3 separate regions of the Mus musculus genome follow, and all the other regions are linked to region 3. A link is a contact called in public promoter capture Hi-C and targeted proximity ligation data. All regions are on one chromosome and are shown on one strand. The core of a region is the stretch at or near the end of the contact, and the rest is flanking DNA. Distances in the headings are between cores, read along the strand shown.

Region 1 (2,700 bases), core at 93-2,592, 540 kb before region 3:
ATAGTCGGGCTGAAGGCGAGCCATAGAGTAAGAAAGAACCTACTGAGCTGGGCGGCGGTGGTGCACGCCTTTGATCCCAGCACTTGGGAGGCAGAGACATGAGGATTTCTGAGTTCAAGGCCAGCCTGGTAGTAAATGCTCTGAACCACTGAGCCATTTTTCCAGTCCCCTCCCCCATCCCTTCTTTTAACCTTCAGCTTTCTTCTTCCTTTTTTATTAGTTTTTATTATTATTATTTATTTATTGGTTTTTCTGTAGGAGTGAGTTCCAAGATAGCCAGAGCTACACAGAGAAACCCTGTCTTGAAAAACCAAAAAATAATCATTTTAAAAAAAGAAAGAAAGAAAGAAAGAAAGAAAGAACGAACGAACGAACGGACCTACTGGCCACTTCTTGGGCTGGAGAGATGGCTCAGTGGTTAAGAGCACTGACTCCTCTTCCAGAGGTACTGAGTTCAATTCCCAGCAACCACATGGTGGCTCACAACCATCTGTAATGGGATCTGATGCCCTCTTCTGAAGACAGCTACAGTGTACTCACATACAATAAATAAATGAATAAATAAATAAATAAAGAGAAAAGTCACTTCTTTGGGGCTCTGCTTACCTCCCACTGATCTTGGGGACATAATAAGGGGGTCTGTTTTCAGCATTCAGTGAGTCAGCTTAATCATTAAGGGCATACCATACATCTCTGTGAATTAGCCCAGTGATGGTTTGTAGAAGAAGCAATCTGATGAAAGGAGCTATCTGGGGCTTCCCAAGAATCTTTAGGAAGTATGGCTGCAACAGCAACGTAAGGGGCACCTGAGAGTCAGGGGGCATGGGACAGGCAGATAATGGTAGTGAGGAACCTACCTCCATGATGACTGTTGGTGGCTGCCCGTCCCTGCTGATGAATGTTGCTCCCCAGGAGACCTGGGGCCAGGTAGGGACCTGGCTGGTCCTCAGTGAGGCTAGGGCCCAGGCCCCTATCTGTAGCACTAGCGTCTTCCTGCTCACTCGGCTCAAACTCTGGGATCTGGAACATACTCTGGGCTGTAGAGACAAGGTAAGAAGTACTCACTACACAGCTAGGCAAACAGTGTTTATGAGAAGCAGAGGAGAGGTACTCCTGTCTCCCTCTCCCACCACGGTAGCTCAACTCCCCAAATCTTCCCAATCCCTCATTTGTCTGCTCAGTCTGCCTGGCTGTCGCCCGAATATTAAATCTCTCTTCAGAGCTCTGTCCAGACACTAGTGCGCTCCCCCTGCCCGTTAGGACCGGGAATAGGTCTCACCCCAAGCCCGATCTCGAGGCCCCTGACCCGGGCCTGCCTCCTCCCTCCAGTTCTAAGGGCGCCCGGCCCTAGTTTCCTGGGCGACGAGAACTGTCACAGATCTGACCCAATCAGTTTTCGAAGTAAATCCCGGGTCGGCCTGGAGGCGGGGCCACCCCAAGCCAGGTCCCACCCCTGCGCCGACCTGCTGGTCTCCACCGCCTTCCTCCCGCGTCGCTCCCCAGGCTCCGGATTCCGGGATCGGACTTCCTCAAGCCTAGGGCGTGTGCAGGAGCCAGCGAGGGCTGCTTTGGGGTTCCCATTTGGATCCTGGAGGCCTGCTTCGGCTGATAAGTCCTCCAGCCCTTCTGGGCCCGAATTCCCTCCTGTAAAATGGGGTTAATGACACCTCCCTGGGGAGCTGGTGAAAACTCTGTAAACAGCTTAGTGATTACTTATAGAGCCGTTCACTGAAGCTCGGCCGTCGGATGCAATGGTCGTTGCGATGGTTATTGCTCCCCCTGGACCGAGTGACCGGGATGGGAAGACCAGCTCCTTCTTCCCGATCGTGGAGGCCTTGCACTGCCCGTCTTGGGGACAACCCCCCGCGCCATTTCGGGAGCTCCTTTACGGCAGGATGGCCGCCCGGGTGCGGAAGAAGGGACGGGGCGCCCAGGAAGGCGAGCCGTGGGGCTCCAGGGGCCTCTGCTGCCAGGATAGGTGTGCGTACGCTGCCCCGGGCCGGAGCGCGGGGCCTGCAGACAGAAGCTAGGGGGCGGGGTCCGGGTACCATCTTGGTTGTGGGCGGAAGTTTCCTTCAGTGACCCTGTGCGGGGAAGTCGTTGCCGCCCCCCATATGGGCACGCCGAACGCGATGTGGATTTGGGAATCTAAGCGTGGGAAATGGTAGTCCCCAAACATTAAGAGCTGGCGGTCCATGGCACTGGTAGCCCAGGTGCTTGCTGCGTGCGGCCTGCTCTACTCTCGGCCGCCCGCCGCCATCCGTAACCCGGGACACCCGCCGGCAGCGCACCTTGCGGCGATTCTCGAAGAGATGCACGCCGGGCGCGGCGCATGGCTTCGGAGTCCCTGCCGGTCGCTACGCAGTTTACGTAGCGAACGGACGTCCGCGCAGGCGCAGGAGTGGGGCGGAGCAGAGGGAGCCGGGGAGCTGGAGCCCGGTGTCCCGGCGACCGGATCCCGCTTACCCCGCAGCGGCCTGAGACCTGACATCGACTTCCTCTTATTCACCGGGGCTGAGGGTGGACGCGGTGGGGGAACACGTCTGGAATCTTGAGGACAGAGGAAGAAGCCTCCCAATCCGGATTATTGGAGGGGAAAGAGGAACCAAGCTTGGGGAGGGGGAGAGCGGGGCGTTGGGCGCCCCCGCAGCGGCCGCTGTCCTAAGCTGACGGGCATCGGCCGGCTCTCCCCCTCCTGCC
Region 2 (2,749 bases), core at 214-2,713, 570 kb before region 3:
GTCTCAGCCAGGAGAGGGTGTGGAGAGGGCTCCCTGCCTCACTCAAAACCAGCCCAGCCCTCCTTGCCCAGCAAAGACAGCTGCTCTGGGAAGGAAAACAGATCAGGTCTGTGCCAAGGCAAATTGCCCAATGAGGGGGAACTTCCTGTCCCTGCCAGTGGGCACCAGGGGCGCCAGACAGACAGGGCTGGGGACCTTGGGCTTTGAACCTAGCAGATGTGCCTTCTCAGCATCCGGGACCTCCGGCTCACCAGAGCACTGGTGGGCCAGCTGTCCTAGTTCATCACAGCCCTCCCCTCCCCCAAACACCTGTCACAGCTTCCTGGGGGGGGGGGGAGGAAGTGAGGGTGAGGGGTCAGTGTGAAAGACCCATGCTTGATAAAGGGGAAACAAAGAGCCCATGCTTTGAGGAGAAAGGGGTACACCCCCCTCCCCAAGGGTACAGCTATCACACTTGGAGCCAGCTGCATTCCAGGGCTGGGCTAGGGTAGGCATTAGAGGGCAGGCCCACTCCTCCACCCTACCCCTGGGGGCCTGAGTCACCATCTGAACAAGCAAGGAACATGGGGTGGAGAACCAGAGCTGGGAGAGCTGGTTAACCTGTCTCTGTAGACAGAATGGCAGGCTAGCCCACAACAACTCCTCAGATCCTTTGTAACACTTGAGACAGTTAAACTAGTACCTTTCAACTAGTGTCGATGCTAGCCCAGACTAGACTAGACCTTTCACTGTTAGCCCAAGCTAGACCCCTGCCTCCAGCAGGCTATCTAGTTCTTCTAGACTCGGCGAGGACACTATGCTTAACCTGAGGCAGTACCACGAAGGACGCAAGGTCCCGGGCAGCGGAGAAAGCTAGAGTGTCTTAGGTCAGGCAAGAAAGAGCGCACACTCACTGGGAGCGGCGAGTGCAAGACCGGTGGCTTGGCAGCAGAGCTCCCATTGACTCTGGAGACAGACCGACTTAGGGCCGATTTTAGGGTATCCGCGCGGGGTGGGGAGCACACCTGGCAGTCGTAGAGTCGCGTGAGCTGTTCTAAAATCCACTCCTCCAGGTTGAGGCGCTTCCGTAGCTCCTTGCGGTCGTACTTGACGGTGACCTTCCCTTGCCGTCTCACCGGGCCATCGTCATCAGCGCCCCCCGGGCCTTCGCCTGCGGCCCCAGGGGGACTCTGGAAGTAGACTCGGGGCCCTGTGCTGCCACTGCCCGGCCCGGGGGCCGGGGCAGCTAACGCCGCGCCCCCCGCGGGGCCGCTGTCCGCCATGGCGGCCGCCGGGGCCACGTGCGCGCTCGGGCCCCTCCCTGCGCCGCCGCCTCCCGGACGCCCGCCGGCTGGCTCCCGGCCGCTGGCTCCGGTTAGCTCGCGGGCTCCGTTCCGCGCAGCTCCGCGGCGAGGGCGGCGGCGGGGGCGCCCGGGGGCAGCTGCAGCATGCGGAGCCCCCGGGCTTGGCCTGGCCGCGCCCCGCCCCCTCCCCACCGATCCGCCCGCCCTTTGTCCCCCGCGGCCGCCGCCCGAGCCGCCGCCGCTGCCGCTTTCTCTGTCTTGCTCTCTTCCCCCGCCCCCCGACCACACCCCCTTAAAGGGCCAGCCCCGCTTCAGGCCCCCTCTCCCCAACCCCGCCTCCTGAAAGGGGATAGGGGAGGATCTACTTTGCCGGGTTTGGGGACTGTCTGTCCGGTTTCCTATAACTTAACCTCTGGCCTCAAACCTAGACTTCTAGGTGTCGGATGCCTGGATCTTCACGCCACTAGGACCATAGTCCTCTTCTGACCCTGTTTCATTCTGTCACTAAGGTAGAAACAGACAGTCTAGGCATGAGACGGTGTGGGCGCAGATGCGGTGAGGAACGTGCGGGACCCTTGGTCATCAAGGGGCGAGAGAACTTCCGCGCATGGGTCGACACGTGGACAGGGCTTCCGGGGATCGGAGGTGTAAAGGGGTCCAGGCACTGCCCAGGTGCCGGCCGGGATGCCCTACTTGGTCTGGTCTCACGCCCCTCAAGGAAGAGCTCGGGGTGGGGGCGTGTAGATTTGGCCGTTTGGCTTACAATAGCCAGGACTGGGACGACCACCGCCCACCGGCTGAGATGGCGGCGCGCGTGGTATTGTGGGCAATGTAGTCAGCGGCTCGTCGATGCTGCCCCTCCCAGCTGCAGAGCCCGCATTGAAGCGCAAACTTGTTTGGGGCGCGCCCCTCTGAGCTGGCAGGATTGTGCTGGGCGAGGCCCTGGGCGCCCCGCAGCTTGAGCGTGTGCAAAGGAGGAAACTCGGGTGCAAAGAGCTAGCATGTGGGGAAGCCAAAACTCACAATGATAAAGGTAATAATAGCAGTTGACCCCAAATGAGCGTTTATTGGGACCCCTGCCTGTTCTGCTGTAGGGACAGCAAGCTAGTTCACCCAGTAACTTCTCGATCCTTCACACTTTAGGAGGCCACCTTCCAGTCTTCCTTTATTCTGTCTGCATCTTTAAATTGTTTCATTCATTCCTTTGTCTTTCTGCTAGAAAGCGAAAATTTGGTGGGCCAGAGCTCTGAGGACTCTGCTGATACCTTAGCTTGGGTCAGCGTGCTCCTTGTCAAACCTACAGGCATTAGGACACTATTAGGTCCATACCGAATTCTAGCTCGAAAAACTCTCAGACTCAGGCAAAGGACTCTCCATCCTATTGGTTGAACAAACGACCGAAAAGAGGTGGTGGGTGGGGGGGGGGGGACCGATGGACTTCCTCTGAAGGCTGTGGGGAACATTAA
Region 3 (2,700 bases), core at 167-2,666:
GAAGACTTCAAAATAGGAGCCTGGGTAGGTTCTGGCCTAGAGTCTGGTTCAGGGTCCAGCTGGGTGTGACCCCTCGTGCTGCATGCAACTCACCAAACGCTTCGATGCAACCACGGAGCAGCTCCTCCACGGTGCAGCCCTTGTCCAGGTCCAGAGTGCTCGTCATGGCTGCCGGTGCCAGTAGGCTAGACCCAAGCTACACTCTCAGAGCCTCCCACGGTGCTCAATTCGGACCCCTGTCCTGGGAGAAGTGGGAGTCAGCAGAGGCGCGGGAGGTGGGGGGAGCGGCTCGGCGCGTAGGAACGGGGCGGAGTGGGCACGCCCCCTGCTGGGCATGGGCGGAGTTGCCTGCCGTTGCCCCTCTAGGGTTAAACGGTCCTGCCCCGGGATGGTGCAACTCGCTAGTTGGGAAATGGACTAGCTGAGAGGCTTCCGGCCCACCCGCGGAGTCGCGGGAGGTTAGAAGGGTTCTACGAGAATAAGGGACGAGCCAGGACCCCAGGGGTTAGTTAGTGCCCCAAGCCTCCTGGCGGGCCCTCCTCTCCTTGCATTTGCTCCCCACAGGCACCTGCAACACCCCACAGCTTGACTCTGCACTCCTCCCGCTTCCCCTCCCTTCACAGCCTCCCTTCCCCCGCAGGGTTATTTTGGGAACCCAGTGCCTGAGGGGACCTCGGAGGAATTTCTCCCTGGGATGGAAGGAGGGAGGAGGGAACCCAGGAGTCCTGCCTACATCTCCCCCTCCTGGGCTCCCCGAGTGGGAGGCGGGGCCGTAGCATCCCCCAGGGGCCTGCCCTTGGGGAGGAGGGCTAGAGAGAAGAACATTCCTGGGGCGGGGGGTGGGAGGGGTAGCCCACTGCGGTTGGGAGATGTCAGTGGGAAGCCAAAGCCTGGGAACCGCGGACTCCCAACCCACAAGTACTAAGGTCCCAGGAGTCCGGTCCTAGCCCTTCCAGAATTGCCATATATCTTCCCAACCTGGGCTCCCGCCTTCCCACCCACCCTGCTGCATAGTTAAATTGTGCGTGAGAGCACCGAGTAGGGAGCCCAGAAGGGGCCGCTAGCGCCATGGCCTGCATGACACCATTAATAATCCTGGTCATCAGTGGGGACTATAAAAGCACCCATGCAGGAACAAACACCTATTCTCTAGACTAGGTATTTGCCGAAGGCCAATGACCTACATTAAGTGCAAGAAGACCCTTTTCACACACACCAGGGTCATAGACACCTCCCGTCCTAATCACACACAATGGCACCCACATCCCATGCACACCTGCAATGAAAATCCTCAGCCACACATACCCAAGTCCTTTACTTCAGAATGCAAACCTGAATGCAGTTCACCTCCCAGACCTTCTGTTCACTTGAACCAGCTCAGCCTCTGATCTCTCGATCACAGTAGCTCTGACATCTGAACACGTGTGCACACACGCAAAGACAGTGCATCTCCACGCATGTACACTCCCACACGCATCCACATACCCCCTGGTTGCGCACACACCCATTCTGCCGCCCCTCCCCCCTCAACCAGGCTCCAGGGCTCGCAGCCCCAAAGCCTGGGGTTCTTTACATTCCTGGATCTCGCCAAAACCTTGTCCCAAGGAAAGGGACCTCGCCCTTACACAGACTCCCCTACATTAGGGAATCCTCCCGAGGACTTCTCAGAGTCGTTCCCTCCTGACTGTTACTTCCTTGCTGGGTGACCTTGAGAATCATTTAGTCTCTCTGAACCTCAATTTTCCCATCTGTCAAATGGGGACTTGCAGGGAAGAGCCTGGTAGATACGTTTCAGGCGAGCACCGGAATGCCTCGAACGCCCCCCTCCTGCGGGTGGCTCTAAGTGCCTCATCCCCTCCGCAAGCTCTGTCCCACCCAGGACCGCAGATTCCCCACCCACCCGCAGTCCCCGCCAGCCTGCCCCTAGGAGATCCCTAGGGGCCGCACCCTCTGTGTCCCACGCCCCACCCGCGCGCGTGCTCGCTCACTCACTCTTGGGACCCGCAGCGCGGACCCCGAACCCTGCCCGGCCAGCGCCACCTCCGTGCGCTCCCGCCCGCCGGCCTCGCTGCGGCTGCGGCTCCCACCCGGTCTCCGCGCCGCGGCCCAGCGCCCTGCCGCCCCGCCCCCTCCCCGCCCCTGCACCCCGCGCCGCGCCTCCTCCACCGGGGACTCCCCCTCTCGCCCCGCGCGCGCCGGGCCCTGAAGCAGATTAACCCCTCCCCTGCCGCCCCAGAGAGTTTAACCGCGGGCGGGGGGCTGCGCCACTGTTGGTGTGGGGACCGCGTGCAGCAGCCCTCCCCCACCGCGACACCCCCGGGCTCTGCGCCCCGCCTGGGTGTCGCACGGAGGAAGCCGGGAGGGGCAGGAAGCGGACTGCGGTGGGGAAGGGGCGCCCCGCCCAGCCCCCCGGTCCGGGTTCCTGTTTTCGAGACAAACCGTTCCCACGGGGTTCACCCTGCCCGGGCCCGGGCGTCTTCCTGCGGGCGGCGGAGGCCCGGGCGTGGTGGAGGTCGCGGGCGTGGGGCTGCGGATCCTTGCGATGGCCTGGGGGAGGGGCTGGGACAGAATGCGAGCTGGTTTTGGTCCAGTGGAGCCTCAAAAAGCCAGGAATGAATGAACGAACACGCGGCTCCCTGGGAACCCAGGTTCGTTGTCTAGAGATGGGGCGAGGGACACCCCACTGGGCAAGAGAGAAAG

The links. Promoter capture Hi-C pulls out the DNA fragments that hold promoters and counts their contacts.
Region 1: a contact with region 3 is called in a promoter capture Hi-C map of embryonic stem cells, with 2.5 times the contacts expected there. A contact is called at or near these places in 20 of 39 promoter capture datasets (the 3T3-L1 cell line, 3T3-L1-derived adipocytes, the C10 cell line and 13 more), 6 of 484 Hi-C or Micro-C datasets (B cells, embryonic stem cells and uterus), 24 of 130 datasets of targeted methods (the SCID.adh cell line, T-cell acute lymphoblastic leukemia, acute myeloid leukemia and 16 more) and 5 of 9 other capture datasets (adipose tissue, embryonic stem cells, liver and 2 more).
Region 2: a targeted proximity ligation map of embryonic stem cells shows a contact between it and region 3, with 9 read pairs. A contact is called at or near these places in 12 of 39 promoter capture datasets (the C10 cell line, the HPC-7 cell line, cranial neural crest and 9 more), 2 of 484 Hi-C or Micro-C datasets (CD4 T cells and embryonic stem cells), 27 of 130 datasets of targeted methods (SST interneurons, T-cell acute lymphoblastic leukemia, bone marrow-derived macrophages and 16 more) and 4 of 9 other capture datasets (adipose tissue, embryonic stem cells, liver and 1 more).

The regions. Positions count from the first base shown.
Region 1 is chr19:6,941,204-6,943,903 of GRCm38.p6, reverse strand. It overlaps Bad (BCL2-associated agonist of cell death), which reads right to left and starts at 1,342. Exons shown (of 4, transcript NM_001285453.1): 1 at 1,280-1,342; 2 at 858-1,037. The coding sequence starts at 1,029. It also overlaps a transcript of Gpr137 not described here.
Region 2 is chr19:6,973,762-6,976,510 of GRCm38.p6, reverse strand. Ppp1r14b (protein phosphatase 1, regulatory inhibitor subunit 14B) reads right to left here and starts at 1,463. Exons shown (of 4, transcript NM_008889.2): 1 at 1,005-1,463. The coding sequence starts at 1,262. It also overlaps a transcript of Plcb3 not described here.
Region 3 is chr19:6,399,257-6,401,956 of GRCm38.p6, reverse strand. It overlaps Rasgrp2 (RAS, guanyl releasing protein 2), which reads right to left and starts at 1,416. Exons shown (of 17, transcript NM_011242.3): 1 at 1,306-1,416; 2 at 94-236. The coding sequence starts at 166.